2 separate regions of the Mus musculus genome follow, and region 2 is linked to region 1. Evidence: chromatin contacts called from public HiChIP or PLAC-seq data. All regions are on one chromosome and are shown on one strand. The core of a region is the stretch at or near the end of the contact, and the rest is flanking DNA. Distances in the headings are between cores, read along the strand shown. Region 1 holds the start of Exoc6b (exocyst complex component 6B). Region 2 has its middle 25 kb from the start of Cyp26b1.

What was found. HiChIP or PLAC-seq counts read pairs in DNA pulled down with a chosen protein or histone mark.
Region 2: a contact with region 1 is called in an HNF4G HiChIP or PLAC-seq map of pancreatic cancer cells. The contact joins the enhancer-like site here to the promoter of Exoc6b in region 1. A contact is called at or near these places in 5 of 115 datasets of contacts at active chromatin or transcription factors (embryonic forebrain, embryonic stem cells, fetal liver and 2 more).

Annotation. Positions count from the first base shown.
Region 1 is chr6:85,067,361-85,071,506 of GRCm38.p6, reverse strand. It overlaps Exoc6b (exocyst complex component 6B), which reads left to right and starts at 1,994. Exons shown (of 22, transcript NM_177077.2): 1 at 1,994-2,211. The coding sequence starts at 2,102.
Region 2 is chr6:84,566,995-84,571,002 of GRCm38.p6, reverse strand. No RefSeq gene overlaps it. Among named protein-coding and RNA genes, the nearest start is that of Cyp26b1, 25 kb to the left of the region's middle. Within about 2 kb of position 2,207, at least 36 of the 459 cell types and tissues checked have an H3K27ac peak or open chromatin away from gene starts, as enhancers often do. A contact at or near this core is called in pancreatic cancer cells, where this site is marked.

The DNA of each region.
Region 1 (4,146 bases), core at 745-3,244:
GCCATAAACTACCTAATAAAAAAAAATCCAGTACTCGATACAAGAAGCCACCTTTTGAATTGTTGGTCAGGGTAGCCCAAGAGATTCCTGAAACAATACAGGCTATTGCCATTGCCCCTGGTTGCCAGAGGTTGAGGCTAAGTCTCTATTGCTGAAGACACTGTGCAGTTTGAACATAGGACCTAGAGCTGGATCTGCCCTGAAAACCTCTTCCCTGAGGACTAACTTTCATAGAACTAGAAGGTGCTATTCCAAGTACTAGTAGAGGGAGACAACCAACAGTCCTAAGAACTACAGCAACTACCAGCATAGTCAGAGATCCCCAAAGGCACAATAATGGCCATCATACTTTGGTTGTAACCAGAAGATGTCTAATTGCATTTAAAGCCCACTTGGCATGGGGGAAATCATTCCTGGTATTGGAAGCCTAGTAAACTAGCTGGGGCTAGTGTGGTTATGGATCTTAGAGGGGAACCTACTACTGCTACTGTAGTAAACCAGTATAATTGCTAATAGCATTCTAAATAACCTTATAACCACAGTTTAGGTGTGGCTCCCAACCTCACCAAAGAAGTTTCTTGCAACAGACAGTGACCATTCCAGAAAACCACAAACAGTCAGAATACAGAGAAGAACGACCATGGAGTTCTCAGTCCCAATGGTTACATCTACAACACAACTCCTGCACCCAAGACTCAGGAAACATTTCTGAAGAGAGGGTCAGAAAGATTTCAAAGCCAGAGGATCAGGAAATGTGCTGTGAGATTGTGTTTCCTAAAAACTACAGGGAAGATTCACCTATGAACTACAGGCAAGTAAAGGAGAGAGAGAGAGAGAAAGAGAGTCTTTCTCTATGGGAGCCCTCTATGCTGGTTATCCAATGCCAAGTGGCCAGCCTTGAAATCACATATATGCAACACTGAACAACTCAGTAGCTTGTAACTGTATATTTATGTGTAGACACACATCCACATCTTCACACACAATTAGAGAAGAGAAGGCCAGGATTTTGGGGTGGGAGGTGAGGGGTGCATAGGTAGACTGGAAGGAAGAAAAAGGAATGTAGAAAAACGATGTAATTTTATTTTAATAATAAAAAAAGGCCAAATGTGGTGGTAGATGTCTTTAAATACAGAACTTTGGAGGGCTGAGGCAGGTAGGTATCTGTGAGTTCAGGGCCAATCTTATCTACATAATGAATTTCAATTCTATCTAGGACTACATAATGGGACCTTTTCTCAAGAGAAAAAAAGAAAAGAAAAGAAAGCTGGTTGTGGTGGGTCTTGCTCATAGGAAATGATTAAGAGGTGGAGGCAGAAACAGCCAGTACTGAAAACATACATTCAAGTTACATTATACAAACTGAACATATTTAGGTATATATTTATATGCATATATGCATACAATAACAGTGAATAGAGGGGCCATGAATTTGAAGAGGAGTGGGGAAGGGGTATGTAGGAGGCTTTGAAGGGAGGAAAGGGAAAGGAGAAATCTTATAATTATATTATAATCTAAAAAAAAAAAAAAAAGAAGAAGAAGAAGTGGAAACAGGATGATCATGAGTGCAAGGCCAGCCTGGGCTTCATATTAGGGGCTGGAGAGAAGACTCAGCTGATAAACACTGAACACTGTGGTTCTTCCCTGCACCTACTAGTGACATCACAACCATCTGTAACTCCAGTCCCAGGTGATCTGACACCTTCTGCTGATTTCCTTGGGTACCATGCATACATGTAGTGCACAGATATACATACAAGCAAAATACACATAAACGATTTTAAAAAAATGTGCTGGGTTAGTACCACTGCCTGATTTGATGTCACTGTATACATGTGTCGTAAAGCTCTGCATCTATATCAAAGTAGAGGCAATTTGCGCAGATTCAGTGTGTGTGAATGGGCAGAATCCAGTTCAGCCTGACCCAGAGAACTACGAATCCCAGTGGGCTGCGCGCGACGCTCGCGGCCCGGCTGACGCCAGGGGGCGTGGCATCCGAGGGCGGGGTCGCGCTGCGGGGTGCTGGCCCAGCGGCCGCAGATCCTGGGCAGAGGGATCGTGGGGTACTCGCTGAGAGAGGGCCGCGCGGCAGCGCCCTGCGATGGAGCGGGCGAAGATGGCGGAGGAGAGCCTGGAGACGGCGGCGGAGCACGAGCGGATCCTGAGGGAGATCGAGAGCACAGACACGGCCTGCATCGGGCCCACGCTCAGGTACTGGGGCGGGGCCGGGTCGGCTGGAGCAGGCGGAGCGCGGCGGCTGGCTGTGGGGAGAGTCGCGGGTGTCCCGCGTCCTGGGCGAGGCCCTGCTGGGGAGCTACTCTGAGGAGAAAGGGTGAGGCGCGGCTCTACTGGGCCGCCGCTCCCTTTGGTTAGCTGCTCTTCAGTCAGGAGCAAGCGCCGGCTCTGCGCGCTGTGGAACTGCCCATCACAGGTCCTCCGAGAGCGTCCCGGTTTTCTCGGTCCTGGAGGAAGTGTCCTCCCACCTTCCCTCGCCTGAGAGCCCAGTTCGTGAGGACGACCCAGTCCAGGTGTAGTCTCAGGACCTTGCCACTACCTGGACATGCTCTGTGCTCCCTCCCCTGACACCTTCTCCGAGAGCTTCCACCTGCATTGCCCGTGGAGATGTCAGGACGTACCCGGCCTTTCTCGGCTTACTTACCTTGCACTTGTTACACAGAGCGTGAGGCATTGTGTGAGTTAATGTGCAAACACATCTATGGAAGCCGTTGAGCAATCCTACCGCTGGGGTACAGTTACCGTTCCCTCTGTATCAGACGAGATGCCTGGAAGAGGAGTGACTTATCCAAGGTCGCAGAGGAAGGGAAATGGGTTTCTTGTTCCCAGCTCAGACACTGCACTGAACACCCTGCCTTTCCGTCTTTTTAATTTTTTTGTGGTGTTGTGGATGGAACACAATGTCTTGCAGTGTGCCAGGCAAGCCCTCTTCAGCTGAACTGTGCACAGCCCACAGATTCTTCGCTACTTTTGTTCTGCCTTAGTTGCGGATTGCCATCTGCTGTACTTCCTGTTGAAAATTATTCAGCAAGCCCAATTTTGAACACCCCCCCCCTCAGTTTCCTGGTGTCCTAGAACTAGTTCCTTCCAATCCTTTCCTGTAGTACTTTCTGGTCTCTGTTCAGTACATGAGTTGAAAATCATCTTTACCCCTCCTTGTACAATATATATCAATGCGCCTCCCTCCATAGAGCATCACTAATCAGTGTTGGCATTTTCATGGGGAGAGTTGTCCCTGTCACGAGTGACCAAGACTGGGACTTTTACTTTTAGCTTCACTTGCACAGCATTCTTCTCCAGGCTCCATTTTTGGTGCCAAGCAAGTTTTCTCAGTGTCATTCCTGGAAATAACTGTCCTTAATAGTTTGTCTTTCCTCCCCTCTGCCCACCCCCACAACCCAGAGCCTTGGAATGCCACACAATGCTCTTCCACTGAATTGAACCCCATCTTTCCCCCTGCCCCAGGTGATTTTTAACTCCCGTTTCTTATTGTGCCAGTTCTTTCACAGAGTTGATTCCTTTTCCTCTGAATCAACATCATGACCATGATCTTGGTCGTGCTCCTCTCCTTTACTGTTTTCTTGTGGGAAAGGCCAGTGATTTACATTTCGTCGTAGTCCTTTCTAAAAGCCCAGTTGTCACTCACTAATATTCTCCTACATATGTTATTAGTGGCTATTACTATTTGGCTTTCAGTAACTAAAGTGATAGTAGAGTGACTGAAAATGTTATGTTAAGAAATTTGTCTGTTAAGTTGAGGGTTTAGAATCACCAGAATTTTAGGAAGAATTTCTTATCAGGACATGCTGTCTTGAGTTGCTTGTGGTTTCTGATTGCTGTTGTTTTATGTAATAAATAACTTTAATTTAGATTACTGTGATTTAGTGTGTTAACCCTCAGTGAAATAGTAGTACATTTTGTCTTTTATTTCTAGCATGGATATGTAGTTTCCCTTATTCCAGGCTGTCTTCATACTTGCTCTCTAGCTGAGGGTACCCTTGAACTTCTGATCTTCATCATACTTCCTAAGAGCTGGGATTATAGTTTAGCCTCATCAAGCTTAGTTTTATCACAGTCATGCTAGTGACTGAACAGGCTCGCTGCTGCCTGTCAGGTGAGCATTCGACCAAC
Region 2 (4,008 bases), core at 958-3,457, 500 kb after region 1:
ATGCCCAGACCCCAGCATCTCTGCCAGGTGTTCACTCCATCCGTAGCCTGACTGTCCAGGAGGCCTGGGGTGGAGATTGTGGAAAGACAAGACTACAGGATGGGGACAAGCAATGTCCATGAGGGTTCTAGGGACTAGGGCTGTGGGAGTCGTGGGGTGGGGGGTGGAGACCAGGAGCCAGGAAGCACAGCTGGAGTCTCAAATCCTGGAGTGGCCACTGCCAGGCTCACCTGACAAAAGTCACTGTGTGGTCGCCTCTGTTCTTTCTCACAATGGCTCTGCCCACAGCACCCTGGCCCAGGCGCATTGGGACACAGGGCCTTGTTTGTTCCGCCTGGATCACAGAAGCCGATAGTGGCACTAGGGCAGGATAGTTACAGACCTTGGGCACCTATTCTTCTGTATGGTGAATGCGGTCTTCTCACCTCCCATCCCTGGATCTGCTCACCCCATCCTTCCACCTTCCACAAAGTCAGGGGGGATTTGTTTCCTCCATAAAAGCAGAATCCTGCAGTGACCTTCCTAAGGTCACAGGGAAACCAAGAGAAGGGCTGGGGACAGGTGCCCTGTAGTGGCCAGTACTCACCGCAGCTCTCTTGGGCTGGCCCAGGTCCAGCCAGCAGTCGCAGCAATGCAGGGACTGGATGTCTTGGGAACCTTTCCAGGGAGGCCATGGTTTGTCTGGGTGTGAGTTCCATCCATCCCTGTGACAGCAAATGGAGCTGCAGCGGGGCCCCAGGGCTACCCTTGGCCTGACCCCCTGCCTTGCACTGGCAGGGAGCCAGATGGGGAGCTGGTCCCCTCATCAGCTCATTCCCTGCCTTCCACATGGTGCTGAGCTGGTGGTGGTGGGGAGGGGACAATGACTTTAGCTGCTCTCCCTCCCCTTTCCCCAGCCAGCTGTAGGCTGAGCTTCCCAGGCCTGAAAGGAGCATACAGACACTGGACAGATAAACAGGGACACTGTTTGTCCCTGGACTGGGGCACCAGTTTGGAGAGAACTTAGAAGATCCACATTCAGACATCTTCCAGCCCTTTCCCAAAATTGCCTTGGCCTTGGCTGGGCTTGGCTGCCCAGGACCTCAGGGCCAGCAGGGTGAGCTGTGAGAGGCAGCCAGCTATGCCTGAAGGTTGGGAGGGAAGGAGGGAGACAGAGAAAGGGAAGGGGCAAGTCAGGGGAGGGAGTAAAGGGAGCAGGCAGGAACAAAAAGAGGAAGAGGGGGAGGGGAAAGGGTAGGAGAGAGACAGAGGAGGAGACATCAAAAGCAGGCTTCATGCCTGGCTGAGGCTCTAGGCTCTGGTCTTGGGACAATAATGAGCAGTCTGGGGCCTTTCTTCCCATAGCTTTCTCCCCTCCAACTCCATGTCCCCCAGAAGAGGCTGAGCTGGCCCACCTTGCACTGGCTCTGCTATCTCCTGGGCCTCCTAGCTCTTCATTCTGGCTGTGTGGACAGGGTGCTGTCTAACCTGGGAGGGAATAGGGGTAGTTTGGAAGGCTGGAGTCCTGGGCTGCACCCATAACAGCTCTTCTTGATTGATCTGGCTAGGTTTTCTAGGCCCTTCCTTCTCAAAATATCTTGCTCTGGGACCCTGGCTTGGTGAGATAAGGTAAGTAGGGCAGGTGGTGACTGGTGGTCCTGGGGTGTATCCTGGGGATCTCACTATGAGCTGATACCCTCAGAAGGCCTCAGGCTCTCTACCCCCACTTGAGCAAGGACCCTAATTGGCTCACTTTGAGTCATGTACCAACCCCTGGCCAGGTATCTGACTTCTTCCAACTGGTGCCCCAGAGTAGGGACAGTTGGCAGTACATGACAGACAGCCTGAAGCAGAGGCCAGAGCAGGTCAGTGGCAAGATTCAAGTTCTTGGTCTTAAAGGCCACCTCCTGACTTACCACATAGCACTGCACCGAGGCAGTTGCTTCCTGTGGGCTAACGGAGGTGTCTCTCCCGAGCCTGTCTCTGGCCTTGAGATCTCTGGTTATGCCAAAGTACTTCCTGCTTGCCTGTCTTCCCTCCCACCTTCCTTCTTCCCTTCTCTCTTTCTTCAGGAAAAACGCTCAACCTAAATTAACAGGTTAGGGACATTACTTCCTTTTACATTGCTGAGAACATCGTCACCGTGGATTCTGTCTTAAGAGTCCCTTTCACACCCCAGGGGAGGGGCTGCGCAGGCGTGCACTCTGGGGGCCAGGTTTCTGCCCAGCTTCCTTAGGATTCTGTTTGAAACTCTATAGCAGCGCTGTGAGTGGCTCACACTGGTGTGGGGAGAGCAGGGTGGAGGAGCCCAAGGAGAAGGCTGAGCCACCGTAGAGACTGGATGTGAAATAGGAGGCACACATACAGACATATGCATTTGCATACATATGTATGTATATGATGGTAATTTTGGCAGTTCTGGGGAATTGAAGCTTTAATATGCACACACATTTGTGTGATTTTAAAATTATTTAATCTATATTTTTCAAGTGTACACGCGAGAGTCAGAGGACAATTTGTAGTCACTTCTTTTCTTCTACCATGTGGGTCACCAGAATGGGGAATGACTCAGGTCAGGAGACTTTGTGGCAATCTCTTTACCTACTGAGTCATCTTGCTGACCTCCATGATGTGAATCGAAGTATATTCCTAAGGATTCACCCAGGGTGTGTACCACCGTGTAAAGATTAAGGTCACAGTTTATACACAAGCGCTCCCATGGTGACAGCACCTCTTCTGGATTCTAGCAATGCAGTGTGGCTATTGCCTTCATGTTTACTTTTCAATTACAACAGGGTCCATGCTTGAAGAGGCTGGAACAAACACCACGCCCCAGGCTTACATTTATCTTCGCACATGTGTGACCATAGGTTGGTTGCTTCACAAGCACATGCACACACGCATGCACACACATACACACGCATGCACACACACACACACACACATGCACACACATACAAAGCTTAAGCAAAGAGAAAGAATGAGCAATCTGGCCTGGAGCCGTGTCTCTGTGAGAATCCCCACTCTGCTAATGCCCTGTGCAGATGCTGTAGTTGGCAGGCAGCTTTTAGAGAGTGACAGCTTTCACGGTCCTCAGAGAGTGACCTACCCCACAGGCATCCCCGGCTCTGCCATCTCCAAGGCCTTGTTGGCATCAGGCCCAGGGCCACACAGAGCTCCTGTCCTAATAACAGTACCCCCGGGATGGCAGGGGATGGCAGAGCAGAGCCATTGATGAGAGATAGTAAATGTTAGCCTTGGACTAGTGCCTGGGACTGAGTCTGGCCCAGGCAGCCTTGGAGAACATGGGGTCTCAGCCTGGGATCTAGAGTGGCTCCGAGAGGCCTTGTTTTGCGTGTGTTCCAGCCTGAAGGAGTGAGTTCTTGGCTTCCACAGCCCGCCAAAGAGGTTCTGAGGAGATTTAGCAGGTTTGGGCCCTAACAGCAGAATGTGAGAGATAGTGTGCATGTGTGTATAGGTGCACATGTGCGCAGATGTGTGTGTCTGTGTGGTCAGTCTCAAGTGTGGTTCCTAGGAACCATCCACCTTATTTTTTATTTTGAAGACAAGTTTTCCCTCTCTATCCCTGGCTGATCTGGAACTTGCTATACAGACCAGGCTGGCCTTGAACTCACAGAGACCTATCTCCCTCTGCTTCAGACTGCTGGGGTTAAAGACCTTCATGCCTGACTCACTTTTTTTTTTAAAACATGTGTGTGTGTGTGTGTGTGTGTGTGTGTGTGTGTGTGTGTGTGTACAAATGTGTGGAGATACCAATGGAGGCTGGAAAAGATCATATCCCTTGAAGCTAGAGTTACATGCCATTGTGAGCCCCTTGCAGTGGGTGCCGGGAACCAAACTTAATCCCAGCTGGGAAAGCAGCAGGGCCTCTTAAAGGCTGAGCCATTTCTCTAGTGGCCACCTTGCTTTTTCAGATGAGGTCTCTCACTGGCCCAGAACTCCACAAGTAGACAGATGGGCTGGCTGGCTTTCAAACACCAGAATCCTCCTGTCTCTGGCTCCCAGCTC